2 separate regions of the Mus musculus genome follow, and region 2 is linked to region 1. The links are chromatin contacts, called in public promoter capture Hi-C maps. All regions are on one chromosome and are shown on one strand. Each heading gives the region's core, a stretch centred on a gene start, on an enhancer-like site or on the middle of the called end of the contact. The rest is flanking DNA. Distances are from core to core; before and after follow the strand shown. Region 1 holds the start of Cd5l (CD5 antigen-like). Region 2 has its middle 10 kb from the start of Gm40084.

What was found. Promoter capture Hi-C pulls out the DNA fragments that hold promoters and counts their contacts.
Region 2: a promoter capture Hi-C map of macrophages shows a contact between it and region 1, with 7 read pairs. The contact joins the enhancer-like site here to the promoter of Cd5l in region 1. A contact is called at or near these places in 6 of 39 promoter capture datasets (the C10 cell line, the SN4741 cell line, embryonic stem cells and 3 more), 1 of 15 datasets of contacts at CTCF or cohesin (pro-B cells), 11 of 484 Hi-C or Micro-C datasets (B cells, CD4 T cells, the CH12 cell line and 6 more), 4 of 115 datasets of contacts at active chromatin or transcription factors (the 230-238 cell line, CD8 T cells, bone marrow-derived macrophages and 1 more) and 3 of 9 other capture datasets (adipose tissue, liver and pancreatic islet).

The regions. Positions count from the first base shown.
Region 1 is chr3:87,355,615-87,360,544 of GRCm38.p6, forward strand. Cd5l (CD5 antigen-like) reads left to right here and starts at 2,267. Exons shown (of 6, transcript NM_009690.2): 1 at 2,267-2,415. The coding sequence starts at 2,388.
Region 2 is chr3:87,398,631-87,403,560 of GRCm38.p6, forward strand. It overlaps a transcript of Fcrl1 not described here. Among named protein-coding and RNA genes, the nearest start is that of Gm40084, 10 kb to the right of the region's middle. Within about 2 kb of position 2,996, at least 81 of the 459 cell types and tissues checked have an H3K27ac peak or open chromatin away from gene starts, as enhancers often do. A contact at or near this core is called in the 230-238 cell line, B cells, CD8 T cells and 10 more, where this site is marked.

The DNA.
Region 1 (4,930 bases), core at 1,017-3,516:
ATGTCCACATCTCGGCAGCTCTGTGGATGGAGTCTCTCCTCCTTTCAGTGAATGTTTCACCTCCTATAAAAACTACAACCTGCTGAGACCATTTCCAGTTGTGGGGTGTCCCCACTGGGGTGGGAACACAGGAGGAAGTCCTAGCTGTCATCTCAGGTGAGGCTCTAAGGACCTGCCCACTCTCACCTCCTCTCAGGGAATGTACACAGGCAGAGCTTGTCCAGGGCCTTTCGGGTAATTCTGGCTACACTCATTAGGAGTCTTTCTGCTTGAGGACAATCCACAACAGATACACCATACCATTAGTAGCTGCTTCTGTCCTGTGAAATAATGTCCCTGCTGACTGACGAGCTTGATTTCCTTTCTTTATCTTCTTGATCGAGCTAATAAAATATTTTATTGGGAAAATATTTTGTCTTCCCCCCCCTCAATTTCTTATGTGAAATATATTCCTGAATCACAAGTCTGTGTTCTCCAGGATGCTTTTTGCCCACAGGCTGAGATTAAGACTTTTATTTTTCAAGGATAAATTCTGTTGTTTGTGTCAGGGTCTGGAAGGATTGAGGAGAACACAGAGCATTTTAGTTACAATGTATCCCATGGCCCTAGCACACCAACTCCTGCCTTTTTGCCCTCCCAGGCACCCATCTGCTGTTGATAAATGGACAATTGTGCTTTTGTTGGCTTGTGCCCTACCAAGCTCTGCTACTCTCAGTTCTTAGCCCCTGGTCACCACCTCAGGCAGACGTAGTCACTTCCTACATTGTGTCCTCAAAATTCTTCCATTCCCCTGTCTTACAGCAGATTTTATGACTTATTCTTTTGGGGTTCCAAGCCAGCCCTGGTCACTCTCTTCCTTCAACACATCCTCTGGAGATTCAAGGCTGCTGAAAACTGTTTTTGGAGAAAACGATTGTTAGAACATGGGCCTGCACCTTTAGACCAGACCCCAAAGCCTGTATCATGTAACGCCATGCAGCTTTCTCTGGGACAGGGTTAAGAAACAGTGTGTTCTGTGACTTGACAGCTTTCCATGCCCTTTGTCACCTCTGCTGTGATGAACTAACTCATGTGATGTAGGACTTCCTGCTACTCCTCAGAGGCTATAGAATGATAGACCTTTCCTTTGTTCTTGGGGTGGGCCTGAGCCTCCTCACAAGGAGTTTCTCATAGAGGTATTGTGCAGGCTCCTTTTGCCTCCTCCCACCATGCCCTGTCAGTGTCTCAACCCCGCCCCGCTCCCCCACCCCCAATCTCACTCATAATGGAACTTCTCCAAGTTTTAAAGGGAAACCTCTCCTTCACTGTAAGGTTCCATCAAGTTTAGATCCTCATATGATTGTTTCGAATGTTCTCCCTTCCACCTCAAGGCCCCTTCGTGGTCTTAGCATCTTCTCTTTTTAATAAACTTTCCATCCAAAGGAAACCCTGAATTATGTGTCGGCTTCCCATTCTGAACTGACTGACACTATTATCTTCTTTTACTATTTTTTTAAATAAGTAAACAAAGAGATAAAGGACTAAAACTAAACCCCATGGTAAACCAAGTTTCACGCTAAGTAATCTAAGCTATGCCACCATCGGGGAAAGCTTACTTTGCTAGAAAGAGCCAAGGTTATATCCATGCTTGAAGCTTTATGTGCCACTAAATTAGCTCTTGAAGGGCAGGTGTGCTTAATAATGGAGGACTTGAGAGGGCTGAGCATCCTGATGGATATGCGGCTCAATTTGTTTTTTAACATAATTTAGACTGGAAGAACACCTGAGTTTAGTGAAGGATGTCTGTCCCTCACCACAGGGATTTGTGGCCATCCAAGTTGCAAAGATGGGTACAACTAGCAAACCCTAGGAGAGCAAGCAGACTATGTGTTAGGCTTCTGACCAGCACTCGGGAAGCTGGTTGAAGGTAGGAAAGCCATCCCTAAAAACAGAGATAGATGCCACAATCGTGACTTACATTTGGAAGTCAAGTCATTGCCCCACAGACCCTCAATGGAGGCTAAATATGGTCTAGGCTTCTAATGAAAGAGGACTGTACTGGGGTATCTACCTTCCCTTAGGAAGACTGTTTCTTCATTAACATAGAGCAGAAACTAAAGCAGAGACAGGTTGAGTTAGGCTTTCAGTATGATGAAATCATGATAAGAAAGCCTCCCTCCACCCACATTTTTTCAGGATCTTGGCCACTCAGTCACCTCCCTTCCTCTGGCCATGCTGAACTCAGCACATCTGGCTCTATCAGTCCCACCCCCTGGGCCTTTGGTCATTTGATAAAGCTCCTACTGCACACAGGACCTGCCTCTCTTCCTTATTCTAGTGTTCAAACCAAATACCACTGCCTGAGGCCTACAGCCTGTCTCACCACTCCATCGTCAGCTGCCTGGGCCATGGCTCCATTGTTCAACTTGATGCTGGGTGAGTGTCCCTGCTTCTGTGGCTAATCTTGTCACAGAGGAGGCAAGTGTCTGGGGCTTTCTGGAGATGTTACTAGGAGGATATTCTCCAATCCTGATTCAGGCATCTTTCAAAAGCAGTTTTCTATATATGGTAACTTATTCTAAACCTTAGAAAGCCCCCTAAAGCCATATTTGGAGTTTGCCTTGATTGTCAGATTTCTGTCTATTTCCTTATATCTACACAAATTTTCCTTTGACACACATGTACAATTAAAAAAATGACTGGATGTTGGGTAGAAGTGAGGTAGAGCAAGGAGAGAAAGGACATCTCTCAGGGGATCTGCTTGGCTAGCTCACAGTTACCCCTTGAGAGTATTTTGTTTCTTGTAATAAGACTTTGACAACATCCTTTCCCTATCTTTTTAAAAGTCTTTATTGAAAGAAAGAAAGTAGAGTTGCAAAATAACCATCTCTCATTAGTCTATTAATCTAGCATCCTCTGGAAATGATTCACAGGGTTCTCTAATTTTCCCAAGGTCAGTCTAGATACTGGATAATCTAGAGTTTTGAATTGCAAAGAAACATGTATTTTTAGTCATGGCTCTTAACTGAATTTCTAGGTTACCATACTTCACTGAAGTTTTGCTCTCTAAAGTAAAGATGAAGTTAAAATCCTAAAAAGTTTTAAAAAGGATTTTGTATGTTGTCTGTGTGTTTGTGTGTATAACAGAGGGAAAACTTGGGTTGCTGGTTAACCTTATTTTGAGACCATTCCATTGGCCCGAGTTGGCCAATCAGTCTAGGTTGGTTGGCCGATGAGCACTGGGGAGTCTCCCTCCTCTGTCTATCCAGTACTAGGACTACAAGTTCATGCCCTTCTAGAAGCCTTTTAATAATGTGATTAATATGTGATAGCCAGTGATGTCTGCTGATCTGCTACCCTATAAGTGTCATCCATTTTTAGTATCTTGATTACTGAAAGCATCACTAAAGCCTACACTGTTCTTTCCGCTTCAGACATATATGTCTGATGAAGGGTCTTTACCACATCTTAAACATCTCTACAACCATGCAGAAACCAACACTAGCCTTGCCTCTTGTGGATTACTGTTGAGCCTTCAAGGTCTCACCTGAAGTCTCATTTCCTTCAGAAAGTCCTCAGATCTGTGACAACTGCCCTCATCCCTCCAGTCAACATCAGAAGGCTCCAAGTCATTTACTCACTGTGTCATTTCTGCTCCTGTGTGTCAGCTTGTTACACTCCCTTTCCTTTTAATGTTTCCCTGTCCTGTGTGGGAAGTTACACCATGCATATACATAGTGTAAGTGAGTTTTAGAAAGTTGTAATATACAAAGCCTCAGACTGAGAGTGGCTTCACCATGAAGATTAAGAATTAGAAGGTCCTGAAAACTATTTATAGAAAGAAGTATTTCAGAATTAGTCACTGAGCTATTTGGAGCTATTTGAAAAACTCTAGACTGTTCCACCTATAGGGTTGCAGACCCCTTCAGCTCCTTGGGTGCTTTCTCTAGCTTCTCCATTGGGGGCCCTGTGTATATCCATCCTATAGATGACTGTGAGCATCCACCAGTACAGGGGAATGCCAGGGCCAAGAAGTGGGAGTGGGTGGGTAGGGGAGCAGGGCAGGGGGAGGGTATAGGGAACATTCAGGATAGCATTTGAACAGTACCCCCTGAGCTTGTGTCTCTAGCTGCATATGTATCAGAAGTTGGCCTAGTCGGCCATCATTGGGAAGAGAGGCCCCTTGGTCTAGCAAACTTTATATGTCTCAGTATGGGGGAACACAGGGGCCAAGAAGTGGGAGTGGATGGGTAGGGGAGTGGGGGGTGGTCGGGGGACTTTTGGAATAGCATTTGAAATGTAAATGAAGAAAATACCTAATTAAAAAAAATAAATAAATAAAAGAAAAAAGAAAACCTCTAGACTGGTCCAAAGATATTTGCTCTATTGGGAAAATCCTATAGCATATATGGTGGACAAATTACACAATTAAAAATCCTTGGCTTCTTGGACAACTTAGGGCTACCAGGCTTCACAGTGTGAAGGTGACAGAGAGTATGACTATACACAGATTGTGTAGAAGGAAAAAAAAGTCTCATGTTCCAATATGCCAGATTGGATTACACTAGAATTTTGAACTAAATAAATTGTTGCTCGTGGCCTGTTGATCTGAAGTAAGTGTCAATGAACCACAGTGGACAAGCTGTGAATGACATTTATACTATTAAATGGTGGAGGAAAATCAAAACAAAAAAAAATGCCTGAAATTTAAAATGATGTAGATAAAGAAAGATTTTTGGGAATCTGGCAACGCTCATTTGTCCACGTACACTTGGCTCCTCTCATATCTCAGGGGCAGGGCTGAGCAGTTGTAACTGAGCATGCTGCCTACAACATCAACAATCTGTACTATTGGCTCTGTACAACAGGATTTGCCTACTCCCATCTAAATGCAGGGCCAGAAGCCATAACGGATTATGCCGTTCTGCTTTGCCCACCAGTGACCGTTCCC
Region 2 (4,930 bases), core at 1,746-4,245, 44 kb after region 1:
ATGAAATAGAGAGAACCCAGTTATAAACCCACACAGCTATATCCATTCAATTCTTGACAAAGTTGTCAAAAATACACAGCAAAGAAGATATAACCTCTTTGAAAAGTAGTGCTGGATATCTACAGGTAGAAAAACAAAATCAGTGCCTGTATGTCAATGGCTCTAAATGGATCAAAGACCTTGATGTGAGAGCAGAAACACTGACACTTTTGGATGGGAAGGGAAGATAGAGTTGCAGACATGGCTCTCTCAGAACTCCAGTTGCAGGAGAAGCAAAGATAAAATTTGACAAGTTGGGGGCGGGGGTGAAGGGCTCATGAAATTTAAAAGTTTCTCTGCAGTAAAGGAAATACTCAGATGACTAACAATACATGTCCCAAGGGGAAAAAATGGTACTAAAAAAAATCCTATTTGTGTTCATCAACTGCTCCTCGATCTACCTAGTGTCCCTCCATTGAAGAAAGCTGATTACTCCCTCTCCCAGCAGTTAGTACTTGTGGATAACTACGTGACTATTCATGCCCACGTGCTGTCCTCCCTGCTGGGGTCTTGTCTGGCTTGAGAGTGTATGGGTCTTGTACTTGCTGTCACAGTCTCTGGGAGTTCATAGGCACCTGCTCTGTGGTATCTGGAAAATGCAGTTTCCTTAAAAGAGCCAACCACCTCTGACTCTTACAGTCTTCCTTCTTTCTCTTCTTCATAAATCCAAGCCTTATGGGAGGGGGCCACATAAGATCCATTTAGGGCTGAGAGCTCCAAAGGTTCTCACTCCCTACACGCTGTTTGGTCATAGGTGTCTGGGTTAATTACTATGTCCTGCAAGAAGTATCTCTGGTAAGGATTCAGCAGTGCACTAACCTAGGGTATAGCAATGTGCCATTTGCAGTCATTTTATAGCTATATTCATTTAGCAGAATGATAGTATCAGGCTCTTGGCCTCATTAACAGTATAAGTCTGGCTTCCGTCTCAAGGAGTAGACCTTAAACCCACTCAAAAAGTGATTGATTACTCCCCTAACATTTGGGTCTAATAAATATAATAATTATTATTTCATAGTGTTAATACATACTATTATTATCCTCAAAACTGGATATCCTTTTCTTTTAAAAAAAAATCTGAACATAAGCTAAGACCCTAAATCAAAATAACCTAAACCTCTGGTTCCTTATTCTTGATAAATCTCAGATCAGAAATGTTCAGGGTGCTAAAGCTATATGAGCAATCAGGGTCTCCACACACCACCAAAGAAATAGACTCACCCATGAAGGAAATGTAAGTAAATTCTGTCTAGTGTCAGCAGGGCCCAGTTGGTGCCAGTTGACTCGAACCTTTTTCAAGTCAACTGTGGGACACTTTACAGCACAAGGTTAGTGCTGACCATGGGCATTCACTGACATGGAGGCTGGTGAGAAGCACTGACTCTGTGACTTTCTTCTTCACTGAATTTATTCAAAGCTTCTTTGCTTTCACTTCTTCCTTAAGGCAAGTGCTTTGCACCTCTGGTGAGAGAGCTCTCACTTGATGCTGAGCAGACAGAGCAGCGGTATAGCTCTCTAGTTGGGCTTGCTTTGGCCTCACTGGCTCGTCTCTTGGGGAACATTTTCACCGTGATCATATATTAGTTCCAATTAGGAAATCTATCCCATCACCTAAATGAAACTGGGGTGTATGTTTCTGAAATCCCTGCTCAAAGAGGCGAGTGAGAGTCAGTTCTTCCCAAGGTGCTCCTCTGCAATTACCTGATGTTGTGCCCTTTGGGCATCCATAGATTCATTAGGCACAGTTCCTGTAGGACATAGACAGGACCTGCTTGAACATCTGAAGTATCTCTAGTTTTCAATGTCTCTCAGTAATTTCTTAGGTATGTTTCACGTGTCATCCCTCTGATTTGCTCCCTGGACATGGATGCAGAGTAGGATCTGGGGTGAGTGGTGCAAGGGGACATCTGAAGCATCAACAGTGTGGGGCTAGATCCTATTTGGTACTTTGCGGCACACAACAAATTTTATCACCCCAAAATATTATCCTGATCACCAGTTCCTACAAAAGTGAAAAGACATTGGGTGGGGGATGCTATGTGCTTCAACTGTTTCAACCATGACTGCCTGGGCATAGTGGCTCCAGGTTCCCTTGGGCCAGCACTCCATTTCCCCACATATATCATAATCTCCATGAACATTTAGTGGCCTTCATAGTACTCCTTATTACTTTTTTTAGATCAATGAGTGTGGTCCTGCTTTTGTAGAGACAGCTACTAACCTTTGAGCAAAAACATCACAACTTTGTATCATACTCTAAAATCACAAACCATATTCCCTAAGGCTTCATGCCTTGGTGCAAACTCAGAAGTTAAGTTTTAAAAGCCCAATATCATCTGTTCAATCTAGAAAATGTCACAGTGCATGACTAAAACCCAAGGCTAAGAGTCAGAGGGTCTGGTCATATCAATAGCCTTCCCTTGTAAACATCCATGTGTTCACGTGTGTCTTTGCTCATTTATTTGTATTTATTTCACATGTGAACCTATGTGACAATGTTTGTTTCTCTGAGAGTTTGCTAATTCTAGACTCCTCCTAGGTCCAGGGAGGGATAGCCTGAAGATTCCAGCTTGTATCAAGAGGTAAGAGCTAAGCAGAGCCTGCTTCATTTTTCCTCTCTCCAATTTTAAAAACCAGAAAAGTCGCTTTGCTCATCTCGGTATGAAATGAGTTCAAGCAGAAGTGAAAGGGGGCAGGGAAGACAGGCAAGGGAACTTCATATTTTGCACCATAAAGAGAGGTCTGTACTCTTCACTGTGGGCTGCTCAGAGTTCACTGTTAGCAGTTTCTTTAGTCTAAGTTAACCCTGCCTCCAGCCCCCACCCCAGAGTCCAGATGGGGCTTGAAGGATGTAAGCTTCAACATCCTTGATAGGCATCTAGACTCCACTACACAGAGAGACAATAGCAGGGAAGCATGTGAGAGAAAGGAAGGACGCTGACACCACAGCTCTCACGTGCTCAGCGCTTGAGAGGGCAGGACTGAGCTCGGAGAAGGTTGACTGCCCTTACTTCCTTTCCTTCTGCCAGCCACAGATGAAATACACTTTCCTGTATTTCACAGATGAAATATTTTAGGGTGTTAGCCCTCACCTTCTTACATCACCAGCTCTCGAACAAAACACAACCTAAAGATTTAATTCCTTCTCTGCCCATGGAAGTATATGGTGACGGGCAGTATACGGTCTGGCATTTTCGGTTGCAGAAGGAAATCCAGTCTGGAGCACTAGCGACCATTTAACACATGTTCTTCACTAATTTATTCATGCAAATTAAAAGTGAGGATTCTCATATTTAACAAACAAATTCACCACTTCTGTTTATATTTGAATTTCAGTAACCAATGGCTTTTTTAAAACATGAGTATATTTCCCAATATTACATGGCATGTTGTTGCAGTAAGAATTATTTGTTATATAAAATCAAAACCTAACTAAACACTCACCATTCTATTTAGAAGCCTGGTTTTCAATTCAAAGCCCTCTGCTGGGTGCTAGGTCTGCAATATAAGCAAAACACAGGCTGTGTTTAACCAGAGCAGGAACAGATGTGATAATGAGGTCGCAGGTAGACAACAGGTTCAGAATGTTGTCTTCTGAGCATCTCTTTCCAACCATGCGAACCAACTGCCAGCGATTATCGTCATGTTCACTGTTGACCATGGAGTGAGCTTGCATTGATTTATGTGTGGAATTAGTGTGACTTTGGCACACTGCTTGTCAAAGCTATATTCATCTGCATCTTCCTTGTGTTGACAGCCATGGTAGCTACAGAGAAGCCAGCCATGAACCATCCTTGAACAGCCACTACTTTCTTTTCAGCATTCAGATTGCTGAGGAGTGTCTATCTTCATCAAGGGTGATGCCGATCTCAAAAGGGCAGAGTTGACTCTTGAGAAGGTGAAAATCCTCTTACTCTTGTTTAATGACTAAAAGATGCTTTGGGTTGCAGTCAAACATGTGGTATTAAATTTTGATAGAAGAAGGGGTCAGATCTTTTAAAAAAATGATGTCTGAGAAGAATGACCATGTGGGGCAGTGGATAGCGCCACCAGACAGAAGAACTCGTATGGCAGTAGCAAAGATCAGAACCCTGATAAAACTCATAACTGAGAGTGGGTAGGAGTCTGAATTAGCTCCTGACCAGATTCTTGTCCATGACACCCACTAAGAGGACCGTGTTGGTCACGTAGCATAATCTCTGGTTCACCCTGAGTAAGTTGTATGCATCTTCATCCACCATGAATAAAGCAGTTTGGACAAGCAAGGACAGTCTCCTTCATCAAGGACCACCATGGGGTTGGGGGAAGCCTTTGTCATACAGAGTCACGCCTAAGTCTCCCACAGAAGACCCCTCCACATACCTGGCACTCACACTGAGCTAAGTTGGATTTCCCACCGACATCCACACCCTCAGGCCCTGTTCCCAACTCTTCACAGTCCCCAGGGCGGGGTACACAGAATGATGGGAGCCCCATTCTCAACTCCTTGTGGTTCTCAGCAGCAACTGACTACCCAGAAGTTTGAGAACCACAACCTCTGTCAGACCCCTATGTTAGACTTCGTTTTGCTTCCCCTGGGCTCTCAGGAGCACAAGTCTGGCACCCAATTAGCCACATTCCAACACCCCAGTGGTGAGACCCACATGACCATTAAAAAAAAAAAGATTGAGAAACACTGGTCCAAAGTTTCCCAAGGCCCATTAACAGACCTCAACAAAATATAAAATTTATAAGACAGACACAAGCCCCTACATGCTACTTTGGAGAAATGAAATGGAAAGAATATAAAGAAATAGTTACAAGTTGTGGCAAGCACGCAGAGGAAAGCTCGTAGGGGCTGGCCCTGAATTACTAAATGCAAGTGTGATTTCAGACAGGTTTGTGAAACTTA